Regions from separate parts of the Muntiacus reevesi genome. Here region 2 is linked to region 1. The links are chromatin contacts, called in public Hi-C maps. All regions are on one chromosome and are shown on one strand. Each heading gives the region's core, a stretch centred on a gene start, on an enhancer-like site or on the middle of the called end of the contact. The rest is flanking DNA. Distances are from core to core; before and after follow the strand shown.

Region 1 (7,236 bases), core at 4,655-7,154:
TGAACCCCATTTTAGTTGTAGCTAAATTACGAAGAGTAAGAAATTGGGGGTGGTTTCTGATACAGTCCACATTTTTTACAGAGCTGGTCTTCTGCTTTTGAAACTGCCAAAGCATACTAAGTGCACATCCCACTTGTTTTTCTGAAAGTAGGGATTTGTTTTTTTCAATAAGACCGAATACTTGCTCTTCATCTGTACAATTATTCATCTGACTAATAACTGGTTCAAAACTAAAGGGTCGAAAGTGAAACACTCTCCAGGAGAATGGACGAATAGCTCTTAGGCAAAGCATATTGTAAACAACGAATCTTGGGGAAAAAAAACTATCTTCTCATTTACATCACAAATTTTCTTAGGTAAAGAAAACCATTTGCAACTAGTAGTCAGGTGCAATATGCTGGTATAAAAATAACTGTTTTTCCTTCATGTATTTTTCTTCCATTATGATGACTCCAAATCCCATTTCAATATGCAGCTTCTGTAAAGAAATTGGTTTAACATGGTCATACTTATGTTATTAATACCAAATTAATTCCAAAATTCTCATTACAGGAACAATTTTTTTTCCTGAAATAACTACAGACTTTGTTCTTAGCCTGAACCAGAGAGCAGGATTTGATCCAAAGCGAAATGTCCAGGAAAAGGAGTTTCTTTCTGCATTTCATCTAAAAACATGTTAAGTCTGGACTTCCCTGGTGGTCCAGTGCCTTTATAGTTTTTACAAACAGTAGCCATGAATTCATAGCCACAATTTTTCAAATGTTTTTTTTTCAGAAGGATAGTGTCTGGTATATTTAATTCCAAGATAATTTCTTGCTTCTTTCTCCTTGTACTCGAAAAGCACCCAAACAATTTAATCACTATATTGGCCTTAAGTAGGTTTTAAGCAATAAACGAGATGATTAGAGCCCAATCAGGAAATATGGAGAAATCAAGTAATGTATCAGGGTGTGGTGAAGCAACATGAAAACCAAAGATTATTGTGAAAAAGAATAATTTGTTTTTAAAGTATGTCTAAATTTCTAGTTGAGAAGCAATGGTTAGAAAAGCTGGGACTAAAACCATATCATCTAACACTTCTACAACAGTTTACAACGGACTTTGAAGTATTAGCCCAATAAATTCTCTCAACCCGCCAGAGAGATGCTATCGTTTGAATTTTACAGATTAAAGCTACTTTCATAAAGATTAAAAATCTACTCTAGTACTAATGAAGCTGGGACAACCACATAGTCCTTTCACTCTTTCAACCTGAACAGCCTCATTACATGAACAAACCAATTTTAAAAGTATGCCTCAGAATCCTCTCTATCGCTATGCCAAGCTGTCTGCACGGAAGGATAAACGATGAGACAATATTGGCTACTCTGTGGCAATCTGCCCTGAATCCTGACCCAGCCTGACTTGCGACACACACATACACAAAAATCCCCGCACAAAGCAAAGGTATCTTCAAGAATCTCCTGCCTGTCTACAGCTGAAAGACGAAGCAGCTCACGGCTTAGAATACCAGCGTCAAGTCTAACCGACCCAGCTAACCGACCTTGGGAAACTCACTCTACCAAAGGAGGGATCTCGGGACTATAGAGGCAGGTACCCGCCGCGAACAGGTATAGTGCAGGGTATATAGCGCAGCAGCACCCTTTGAAAACGGCAGGCATCCTCGGCGCTTGGCACACAGTGGCGCTGAACGAATGTGGTCTCCGGGTCCCGCAGGGAGAGAGCTCAGCCCTGCCCTAGTCCTCTGCGCTCCGGGAAATACAACACCTGGAAGGAAGCCTCCAAACTCTGTACCCCGGAACCGAAACGTGCTGGGTACAAGAAGAAAACCTATCGCCGTCACCCGATCCTGATTTGCGGGCACATTCTTTCCTCAACGCCAGAGAACTTTTCTGGAGGATCGCGGGGAAGGCTCAGAACTCACTGCTATTCCTGGTCCCCTAGCATGGCACGCAACAGGGCTTGGTTAATGTCACTCACGCCTCCCTTCTATCCCAGACGTTTCTTCTGGTGGTGTCCTTTCCAAAACCCGGAAAAAAAGGCCGAGGGAGCCCAGCGTGTACGGCCAATAGCATGCACTACATGCCCCAGGGGACCTCGCGTCGAGGGTCGTGGAATAGACGTGGCAAACGCATTTTAGGGGAATTCTGGGTATTGTAGTTCCTCTTTGAGAGAGACTTGGGTAGCACGTCGTAAACCATTGTAATTATAGGTCCTTGTTGTTTAGTCACTAAGTGGTGTGGGACTCTTTTGTGACTGCATGGACTATAGTCCACCAGGCTCCTATGTCCATGAGATGGATTTCCCAGGCAAAAATACTGGACTGGGATGCCATTTCTTCAGGGGCTCTTTCTGACCGAGAGATGAAACCTGCGTGTCCTGCATTGGCAGGTGGATTCTTTACCACTGAGCCACCAGGGAAGTCTTTAGGGTACTTGTTTCTCAACCATAAGAGGTTTTCTGCCAGTCCATGAAACACTGATATTTTTATAACATACAATATAAATGAATATTTAGAAAAGTGAAATATGAAAACTTAAATGTGGAAAAGACGTGCAGATTTTTATTTCTTATTATATTCAACATGTATGGAATAGCTATGGAATGACTTTGAAAGCGTCAAAACTTCTCTCCATTTCTGCACTGTGTCATGGCAGACAGGTACCAGTTCTAGACCACAAATGTTTTTAACAGCTTTATTGAGAAATTATTTACACACCATACAATTCACCCATTCACAGTGTAAAATTCAGTGACTTTTTGTAATTCAGAGTTGTGGAACATCACCACAGTCAATGTTTGGCCTTGTATTATCTTGAAGAAGTTTAACAGGGATTTTGCTCTAGATTGGCTACTATGAGGAATTTACCGGGCATCTTAATAAATTTTATCTAGAAGGCACAAAGAATGAAGCTAAGTTAAAGTTGGGATTGGTAAAGAAGCAGCTGTCACTCCTACTAGCCACAACAGATAGATGTTTGGTCATTTTTTGTGGTTTGGACACTACTGTGTTTTGTCTAAGTTCATGTATGATTACGGTATGGTCTTGTCTTGGTCTTGATACATCAGTCAGAAAGTGGCCTTGTTTCATGTTGGTATTCTGTGCAATTGTTATGTTCAGCAGAAATACCAAGGCTAAGCTATGAGTGCCAGACCAGCTCCCAGCAACAACAGGCCTAAATGATAGTGACAGTATTCTTTATGGCCCAATTCTCACATCCATACGTGACTACTGGAAAAACCATAGCTTTGATTATATGAACCTTTGTTGACAAAGTGATGTCTCTGCTTTTTAATACACTGTCTAGGTTTGTCATAGCTTTTCTTCCAAGGAGCAAGCATCTTTTAATTTTGTGGCTGCAGTCACCGTCTGCAGTGATTTTCATCTGCAATGATTTTGGAGCCCAAGAAAATAAAATCTGTCACTGTTTCCACTTCTCTACTTGTCATGAAGTGATGGTATGGGATGCCAGGATCTTAGTTTTTGTAATGTTTTCCTGATGGCTGAAACTCAAGGCAACACATTCTAACCTAATCATGCAATGTCGAGGCCCTGGAGTAGGTTGGAATTACATGTAAGGAACGTAATGTCCTGACTGACTATGCGGAGGGGAGTTGCCCTTTGATCTGGCCCACTCACCAGACCTGTTATTTAAGACAGAAATAAGTCCTTTGTTCCTTAAGCCACCATATTGTTGGAGGTAATACTTCCTTTTACTTGCAAGAGCTTCCTTCTTGGAACAATAAACCATGTCAAATTTATTTGGGAAAGTTTTGGATTTCAAAGGCCATTGAACTTTCAACATGTTTAGGACCCAGCAAAGCACACCAGTTTTTCATTCGTTTAAGTAAGGACATCTGGATAAAGAAAGCAACTACCACAGTCTAAGAAAAGATGTGGCTTTTGGGATTTTAGTTCCCTGATCAGGAATTGAACCCAGGGTCCCAGTAGTGACAGCGCTAGAGTCCTAACCACTGGGTCAGCAGGGAATTTCCCCTAAAAACAACTCTTCTTAAGAAAAGAATAGTGAAAACTTTGTCATAGTTCACCACCAGCCACCAGTCTTTGAATTGACATTTGTAAAGATGCTTCAAGACTTCTTTCAGGAATCCTCTAAAATGTGACCATTTATAAAGTATACTATATCTAAGTAATTATTAATACTTTACTATTAAATAATTCTTTAGTCACTTCATATAAAAGTCTATCTCTCTAAGAAAAAAGTATATCCTGGAACAAATTAGTAATACTACCTTTGCACACCTCAAAATATTAACTACGGTATAATCTGTACTATATCCTCAAAGATTGTCTCTAACTGAATGTATGAGAAAGAGGGAAACTACACCAATGTCATAGCAATGTTACACATTACCTCTACAAGTAGAAATCTAAGAAATGAATTTGTATATCACAGCTAAATAAAAGTATATTCTAAGGAATCTGAATTAACAAAAGTCAAACCAATGCTTTAAAAAATCTATCTCAATATACTGCCCACTATAAATTAGAATTTTAAAGAATTGCCCTCCTCACTGCAAAGTGTGAACTCACATAACCTCTAAATTGTTTGAAGATGAGTATGACGCTACTTTCCTGCAATGAAAGCAATGGCTTAAAGTGGCCAAGATTGTCCTCTCAGTTTTACAGCTAATAAAACCAGTGAAGACCCTTAAGTGTACCTACCACATGCTCAGCTGTTGTTGATAATTACTAATTTACCAAAGAAAAAGGAGTGAAAATTTTTAATGATTGTAACTTTCTTTTCATACAATAATAAAATCTAAGTCCTCTGTTTCTTTTTGTTTGTTTTTACAGAAAAACAGATTTATTGTAAGGAATTGGCTTACAATTGTGGGGGTTGGAAAGTCTGAAATCTGTAGGGTGGGTGAGAAGGCTATAAGTGCACATAAGAGTTGATATTGCAGTCATGAGTTTGAAATCAACACAGCAGGCCAAGCATGTTGGAAACCCACGCAAAGTTTCTACAATGTCATCTTGAGGCATAATGCTTTTCTTCCTTAGGAAATCTCAGCCTCTGCTCTCAAGGCCTTAAGCTGATTGGATGAGTCCCACCCTGCTTTACTTTAAGTCTTGGAATTGTAAATGTTTATCACATCTAAAATATACCTTGGGAACCACATCTAGACTATTCTTTGACCAAATAACTGGGCACCATATCCTAGCCAAGTTGACACATAACACTAACCACCACAAGGGAGCTGTTTTCTTTAAAACACATGGCTATCTTCACAATGACTGCCCTCAACTCCCCTGAATATCAGGGGGAATTATTATAATTCTAACAATCTAGGAACTCTTAACCTCTTGAAACAATTAAATAGCAACATATGTCCTAAATAGTATTCTCCCCAGAAAGCACTGGATTTGGAGTCAAAGCCTTACTTTGGTATTTGGGAACAATGTATTTGGGAAGGCACTTATCTTCCTTGAGCCTCAATTTCTTTATCTGTGAAACAAGGATAATAACATATCATGGGGTTGCTATGAGAAAAATTTTAAAAGACAACAAAGGGCGTCAATGTCCTCTATAATTTCCTCCTTTCCTCAAATAGCACTTTGTTCATTTTTTTTTTTTTTAATGTGTGTCACAGCATTAACTAGAACCTGTCCTGGGAAGCTCTTTGAAAGTAGGGTCTCCTTCCCAATACCCTGGCAGAGGCTCAATCAATGTTTATTAAGTGAAGCCTTCATTTGACGAACGACTGGGCATTCTAACGGTTACAAACGCTGTCAATCGACTTACACAAAAACCATTAAGCTACCTATGGGCCAGGCATTTAACTCGCTCCAAAAATCCTAGAACTCCAGGGAGGGTGAGGTAACGCAAGCAAGGGATCACCAAAAGACGCGGGCCACCGAGAAGTGACGTATTTCCGGCGCGACGTTTCCCCTCCACGCCGGGACTGGGTTGTGGGGGGAGGGAGGCGGTTAGTGGTCTTTAGCGCCTTTTCTGGCGGCGGTAGATTTGAAGCGCTTTAAAGGACCGGACCCCGGGAAGAGGAGACTGGACTGGTGCAAGTAGGTGACGCAGGGCCTGTGTTGTTTCGGTACTGTCCTTTGCAGCAGTGTCGGGGTGCGAGAGCGGGAAGGGCCCTAGAAGAGGGGCGGAGCCGGCGCGATAGGCCCAGACCGATTTAACCGTCTTGCTCTCAAGATATTGGGGCTGCCCGACCCCAGAGGGGTCCCCGAGGATCGTGGCGCTAGCTTTGCAGCAGGTGCTGCTGGAGAGGGCTTCCAGCTGTGCCTTCCGGACCTGGAAGATGGCCCTCCCCCTGCCAGCCCCCGCCCTCCCTTCTCGGGCGCACACCTCCCTCCCTGACGCATTTTGCCGCACAAGCTGTAATATGGCGGCAGCGACGGTGGCCTGAACTCTAGGGAACCGGGGTGATTTTGATGCTTCAAAATCGTAAGACCGAGCACGAATGCGGGGTAGGTGGGAGGATAGGTGGGGCAACGGGACGCGTTACCTGCCATCCTGTCAGATTAGGGGTGGAGAGTGGCAGGCGGGGAGCCTGGATCTCAGGTTAAGATTAGAACGAAGAGAGGCTTTCCCCCTGCTCCGACCTTTTTCTCTCGTAGCGACTATCTTGCGTAGTGTAGTGGCACAGGCCACTTAGTTCTCCCCAAACTCCAATCCAGGCTCTTCCCTTCTATCCCAGAACTGACTCCCAAGTTCTCCCACGTTTCCGAAGAACTGTGAGCAGCGCAGGCCTTTTAGGAGGAATTACTCTTGGAAGAAGGTGATGGCTTCGGAATTCCAAATGCTTTGGGGGAAGTGTGCGAATTTGGCTCGTCTTTAGTCTTTTAAGGTGCTGAATCGAGGTCTGCAGGAATGGGAAACTCTTAGTCGTTTTGAAAATGTTATAAAAGCACCATTTTGTGCATTGATTTTCATTTCTAATCACAATGATACTTTATGCAGGACCAAGTGTTTGCAGTAGTGGTCAGAAATGCGTCCAAGGAACAATTAAATGTGGAAATTAGGGGGTATGCTTAAATTTCAGTAGTCAAAACCAGATAGAAAAAGTGAGTCTGTGGATTACCGTTTGGCAAAGAATGGCCGGCTTGTACCGATGATGGAGAGGGGGTGTGTAAAATCAGTTTTGAAGTCGCGGTAAAAAATCCAGAAAAAGAATGGCTGTTTCTCTAATTCATGTTTTTTATTTATGTGAAAATTTACCCGTTTTATCCCCCCTCCTTTTTTTTTTTTT
Region 2 (6,874 bases), core at 499-2,998, 150 kb after region 1:
ATATTCTGTGTTATTAAGCTAGAATAGGAAAGGAAAAGACCTACATCCACAATATAGCCTTTAGACACAAATATTCACACACATATGATCTACAGAAACAATATCTACTAATGAAACTTGGTAAGAGAACTATTGAGGAGCAGAACAGAGGCTGCTGAGATGGGAAAGGGATCTTTTAAATACACGAAGGTGGGGAATATATGGAGGTTAAGCATGAGTAATATCCACTGACACCTCCCTGCCTATCTCTGAATCTACCAAAGGTTGCTGGCCATCACTGATGCCCCAGGATCCAGAGGTTTTATCAAAACACACAATAACCGGGATGTTTCAGACTGACTGTGCTGTTGATTACTGCTGCAGTGTTAATGTCTTTAGAGATAGTATCTCAAAGAACTAGCACAACTATGTGTATGTTTACACAGTGGGTTTCAAACAACTGATTCTTATTTGGGGGGAAAAAACGATTTCACTACAGCCAGAAGACATTAAAGAAATCATTATCTACACTGGGAAAACTGGTCTTACCCCAGATACAATTTTGTGCAACTTTTGATTGGAATTATGACAAATATGTTGGAGTGAAGTGCGGGTACACGCTTTTCCCCCTGACTTTCTTTAGCAGCTTAGAAACAGAACTATGTTGAAGTTAAGGGGATTCCTCCCAGCTGGTGTTCCTGACAACTTAATCTTCCAAAGACTCTCTCAATGACTTTGGTAATATGTTTATTAATATAATGGTTTTTCCTGTGTTCTTTTACTTCCAGTACCAATCTTTATTAAGCAACATTACTGATTCTCAGATCATTTGTTAAAACTTAAATGCATCCTCATTTTTAATATTGCGCCTATTTTGAATTTGTTAAAACTCAAGTCTTTCTATTACCAACTTTAGTATTCATTTCTAGGGCAGAGTATAGCGCGCAGGAATTCTTGCCCTGGCAAATTCGTTGCACTAGGAAACTGATCCTAATTTAGCAAATATTTACTGAGCTCCTAAGTAGTATAAGGAACTCTAAATACTGGGAATTGTGTGAACAAAACCAGCACATTTTTGCCTTCAGGGAGTTAATTGTGAAATGAGATTAATAAACACATTAAAAAGATGTCTAACAGTATTAAGGGGTATGCAGAAAACCAAACAGTAAAACGACAGCGTGTCCTGTGTGTGGGATGTTTTCAGCTGCAGTGTTAAGGAAGTTCTCTCCCACGTACCGTGAAATCTTAGAGCGAAACTACTCTAGACATTCTTGTATCCAAATAATTGTCTTATTTTCGTTATAAGAAAGAGTAGACAGCCCTAACCCACAACACAAGGGCGTGATCAGCAGCCGCCCTACCTGCAATGTGCGGCCTGGTTGGATACTGTTCTAGAAGGAGCTTGGGCTTTTCGAATCCATCCACTTGTTGCAGGCGACTCTCTAGTTCCTTAAGCCTTAATTTCTTCATTTTTAAAAAAGTGTGCGCAGGGTTTAAAGGCGCTGGATCTGTAGAGAAACCTACTTCGCCTGCATCTCCCCACCAACCCCTATCCCCCGTATCTTTTTCAGCGGCGCTGGCTGAGGGCCAAGCTGAGGACACCCAGCCCAGGGGGTTCCCGCTCTCCTCCTAGCGCCAGCGGCGGGTGGAGGCCGAGGCCAGGCTTCAACCCGCCTACAAGGTATCCCGCACGGCTACACGACTGGAGTCGCCGCGGGATCCACACGTCACGTTCCCGCACATCCAGAAGCTGCTTCGCCTCTGCCCGGGCCGGAAGGGCCGCCACGCACGCGCACACGCGTCCGCCCCCCAGCGGCCCCGCGCCGACCTGCAACAGCGGCCTCGCGCACGGGTTCCGCCGACACCCGAGCGCCGCCGCCGCCGCCAACTTGGTGGAGGCCGCGCCACAGGGAGTGCCCACCCTTGTCGAAGCCTCAGGGCCGGCTCCCGCCGTCTCTCGAGTGGCCATTACCCTGTAGTTTTTCCTTGAGTACCATCAGGCCCTTAAAAGAAGAAGGGAGAAAGAGGATGAAGGTGATGGTGAATATCTCACTTTGTTTTAGCGCCCACGGTGGCCCTTTCTGCGTTCTGTGTCCCAAGTCCCCGTTCAGAAATTAGCAACCTCCACTCACCTTTTCTTTCTTTGCTAGTCTCTTGTCCTACTTTGTTTCCCTCTTTTTAGGTCAATTGTGTCACTTACTTCAGCTCTCACAGAGCGGTGATGTCAGAGAAGCCCAAACAAGAAAGGGCTTAGATTAAGGAATGGGAAGTGGTGTCAACTGCTGAAAGAAATTAGGCTTTCATGGGGTGGGAGCAGAAGCCAGTTTGTACGGGATTAGGGACTAAAGTTAAGGAAGTAGGAAGAATAAATAGAAACAGTTTTTACGAAAAGTGGCTGCAAGAAGAGTGAGAATGGTTGATGTTTAGTAAGGTTGCGGGAAGCTTTTTATTTTTAAATTGATGGGAATATTCGTGAACATATCTAAATTCAGACAGAGTAGGAGTAGTTGTAATCCACACAGTCAAAGGCTTTGGCATAGTCAATAAAGCAGAAATAGATGTTTTTCTGGAACTCTCTTGCTTTTTGGATGATCCAACGGATGTTGGCAATTTGATCTCTGGTTCCTCTGCCTTTTCTAAAACCAGCTTGAACATCCGGAAGTTCACGGTTCACATATTGCTGAAGCCAGGTTTGGAGAATTTTGAGCATTACTTTACTAGCGTGTGAGATGAGTCTAATTGTGCAGTAGCTTGAGCATTCTTTGGGAATCTCCTTTCTTTGGGATTGGAATGAAAACTGACCTTTTCCAGTCCTGTGGCCACTGCTGAGGTTTCCAAATTTGCTGGCATATTGAGTGCGGCACTTTCACAGCATCATCTTTCAAGATTTGAAATAGCTCAACTGGAACTCCATAAACTGTGGAAAATTCTGAAAGAGATGGGAATACCAGACCACCTGACCTGCCTCTTTAGAAACCTGTAGGCAGGTCAGGAAGCAACAGTTAGAACTGGACATGGAACAACAGACTGGTTCCAAATAGGAAAAGGAGTATGTCAAGGCTGTATATTGTAACCCTGCTTGTTTAACTTATATGCAGAATAAATCATGAGAAATGCTGGGCTGGAAGAAGCACAAGCTGAATCAAGATTGCCCGGAGAAATATCAATGACCTCAGATATGCAGATGACACCACCTTTATGGCAGAAAGTGAAGAGGAATTAAAAAGCCCCTTGATGAAAGTGAAAGAGAAGAGTGAAAAAGTTGGCTTAAAGCTCAACATTCAGAAAACTAAGATCATGGCATCTGGTCCCATCACTTCATGGGAAATAGATGGGGAAACAGTGGAAACAGTGTCAGACATTATTTTTGGGGGCTCCAAAATCACTGCAGATGGTGATTGCAGCCATGAAATTAAAAGATGCTTACTCCTTGGAAGGAAAGTTATGACCAAGCTAGATAGCATATTAAAAAGCAGAGACATTACTTTGCCAACAAAGGTCTGTTTAGTCAAGGCTATGGTTTTTCCAGTGATCAAGTATGGACATGAGAGTTGGCCTGTGAAGAAAGCTGAGCACCAAAAAATTGATGCTTTTGAACTGTGGTGTTGCAGAAGACTCTTGAGATTCCCTTGGACTGCAAGGAGATCCAACCAGTCCATCCTGAAGGAGATCAGTCCTGGGTGTTCATTAGAAGGACTGATGTTGAAGCTGAAACTCCAGTACTTTGGCCTCCTCATGCGGAGAGTTGACCCATTGGAAAAGACCCTGATGCTGAGAGGGATTGGGGGCAGGAGGAGAAGGGGACGACAGAGGATGAGATGGTTGGATGGCATCACCGACTCAATGGGCATGAGTTTGAGTAAACTCCAGGAGTTGGTGATGGACAGGGAGGCCTGGCGTGCTGCGATTCATGGGGTCGCAAAGAGTTGGACACGACTGAGTGACTGAACTAACTAACTGAACTGACTGAGGAGTAGTTGAAAGGCAGGGGTTCAAAATGCAAAAACAAGGATATTGGATGGAGTCACGATCCTGAGAGGGAAGGATACAGTAATTACGTGAAAAGTTTGCCCTTAGTTTGGGGAGTGAACCCTTCTTTTTATTATCAATGGAAGAGAAAAAAGGTTGTGGAGGCATGCAGATGAAGTAGAGAGGGCAGTGTCTGAGGTTGCTACTTAATATGAAAAATAGAATTCAAAGTTATCTGTTATGAGGATTAAATGAGTAAAGTTCTTAGCAGGTAAAGGTAGTGCATAAAGTTCCTGTCACATAACAAATGCCTAATAAATATTTGTTGATGGTGGTATCTTTTGAGAGAGAGTAGATAGAGTAAGCAATTTGAGCTAAATAGATTACCCAGACTAGCCAGATACCTAGAACAGTCGTGTCTGAATCTTTTACGACCCCATGGACTGTAGCCGGCCAGGTTCCTCTGTCCATGGGATTCTCCAGGCAAGAATACTGGAGTGGGTTGCCATTTCCTTCTCCAGGAGATCTCTGGACCCAGAGATTGAACCAGAGTCTCTTGTTTCCTGCATTGGCAGGTCGGTTTTTTACCTCTAGTGCCAGTTGAGGTACTTTTTGTGTTGTTCTATTTTTAAAAACTGAATTTAAAATTTTATTTTGAGATAATTGTAGATTCATATGTAATCATGAAAAACAGCACATGGAGATACTGTGTATCTTTTACCCAGTTGCCCCTTACAGTAACAGTTTGCACAACTGGAGTACAGTATCACACCCAGGATTGACAGATAGAGTCAAGACAGCATTTCCATGATCTCCAAGGTCCTTCACACGTGTTACTCGTTTTTAGCCATACCTACTTCATTCCAGTCCTCACTAGTTTTTAACCCCTAGCAACTACTAATCTGTTTTCCATTTCTAGAATCTTGTCATTTCAAGAATTTTATGTAAATGGAAGTATAGGTATACAAACTTTTGAGAATGGCTTTTTTAAATTTAACATAATTTTCTGGAGATCTTTCTAAGTTGTTGTGTGTATCAGTAGCTTGTACCTTTTTGCTGCTATGGTATGGATATACCAAATGTTCGTTCACTGGAGAACATCTAGGTTGCTTTAAGTTTTCATTTATTGCAAGTAAAATTGTGGAAACTTGTATACAGAATCTCATGAACAGAGGAGCCTGGTCGCGTTGCAAAGAGTTGGATGTGACTGAAGAGACCGAACGCACACACATCATGTTTAGTTAGAGGCTTTAACCCCCTTCCCTATGACTGTCCATTTGCTTCTGCACCATTTGTTTAAAAGGCTGTAATTTCTCCAATGTTATTTTTGCACCTTTGTGAAAATTCAATGTGTTTGTGTGGGTCAATTTCTGGATTTTCTAATCTGTTCCATTGTTTTATGTGTCCATACATCCTCTAGTACCATGTAGTCCTGATTACTGAAGCTGTACAGTGCATCTTGAAATTGGGTAGGCCGGTTCCTCCCACTTTATTCTTTTTATAAGTTATTTTAGCTATTCCAATTCCTTTGCCATTTCATATAGATTTTAGAGTAATATTGTCTATATTACAGAAAATGTTGGCTATTAAGCATAATATTAGCTATGTATATTCTTTTCCCCATAGATTGTTATGTAATATTGAGTATAATTCCCTGTGCTCCACAGTAGGCCCTTGTTGGTTATTTATTTCGTAAATAGTAGTGTGTATATATATATGTTAATCTCAACCTCCTAGTTTATCCTTCCCCCTGCCCCCCTTCCCGCTTTGGTAACTGTAAGTTTGTTTTCTGTGTCTGGGGGTGTCTTTCTGTTTTGGAAATAAGTTCATTTGTTGTTATGTATAGTTTGCCACAATTTTTTTTTTTTTCAAGTTGCTAGTTTAGCTTACGACATTGCACATATGCTCTTTCCTGGAGACTACAAATATTTCAGTATACAATAAAAATACTTTATGTGAAATCACTGAGTCATTGAGAATTTTAAGGTGTATGCTCATGGATCAAAATGTAATAAAATTAATGCTTTTTGCTGCTTTATTGATGCCATTTTAGAGGGAATTGAGGCTATGGTTTTTCCAGTAGTCATGTATGGATGTGAGAGTTGGGCTATAAAGAATGCTGAGTGCTGAAGAATTGTTGCTTTTAAATTGTAGTGTTGGAGAAGACTCTTGAGAGTCCCTTGGACTGCAAGGAGATCCAACCAGTCCATCCTAAAGGAGATCAGTCCTGGGTGTTCATTGGAAGGACTGATGTTGAAGCTGAAACTCCAATACTTAGGCCACCTGGTAGGGATTAACATATATATACTACTATGTATGAAATAGATAACCAACAAGGACCTACTGTAGAGCTCAGGAAATTATACTCAATATTATATAACAATCTGTAGGTGATGCGAAGAGCTGACTCATTTGAAAAGACCCTGATGCTGGGAGAGATTGAGGGTGGGAGGAGAAGGGAACGACAGAGGATGAGATGGTTGGATGGCATCACCGACTCAATGGACATGGGTTTGGGTAGGCTCCGGGAGTTGATGATGGACAGGGAGGCCTGGCGTGCTGCGGTTCATGGGGTCACAAAGAGTTGAACACAACTGGATAACTGAACTGGAACTCGAGGCTATTTTAGAGGGAAGCTGACTTGTTTTTCTGCAAGTATTTAAGAGAGACAAATACATGTGAACTAGATAGTTCAGTGCTATTTCCTTGATTTATATTAAGTTACAAACAGTTTTATTCATTGTTAGCTTTTGCAACATCAGTGCATATGTCAGTGCAGTTGTTGGAGGGTAAATCATGAGATTCAGGAAAGTTACTCAATACTCTTGAGTGTTTTACATGAAATGTGTTTACTGCCTAACATTCACATTGAAGATCCTGTTTGATGATTATATGGCCGAAATACAAGGAAAACAGCAAGTCTCGC

What was found. Hi-C and Micro-C count contacts between places; a contact is called where the count stands out from the background.
Region 2: a contact with region 1 is called in a Hi-C map of blood, with 3 times the contacts expected there. The contact joins the promoter of METTL5 here to the promoter of PPIG in region 1. A contact is called at or near these places in 2 of 3 Hi-C or Micro-C datasets (blood and muscle).

Annotation. Positions count from the first base shown.
Region 1 is chr3:243,550,849-243,558,084 of mMunRee1.1, forward strand. PPIG (peptidylprolyl isomerase G) reads left to right here and starts at 5,905. Exons shown (of 15, transcript XM_065931715.1): 1 at 5,905-6,043. FASTKD1 (FAST kinase domains 1) reads right to left here and starts at 2,068. Exons shown (of 15, transcript XM_065931705.1): 1 at 1,981-2,068; 2 at 1-478. The coding sequence starts at 292.
Region 2 is chr3:243,702,017-243,708,890 of mMunRee1.1, forward strand. METTL5 (methyltransferase 5, N6-adenosine) reads right to left here and starts at 1,749. Exons shown (of 6, transcript XM_065931729.1): 1 at 1,341-1,749. The coding sequence starts at 1,449.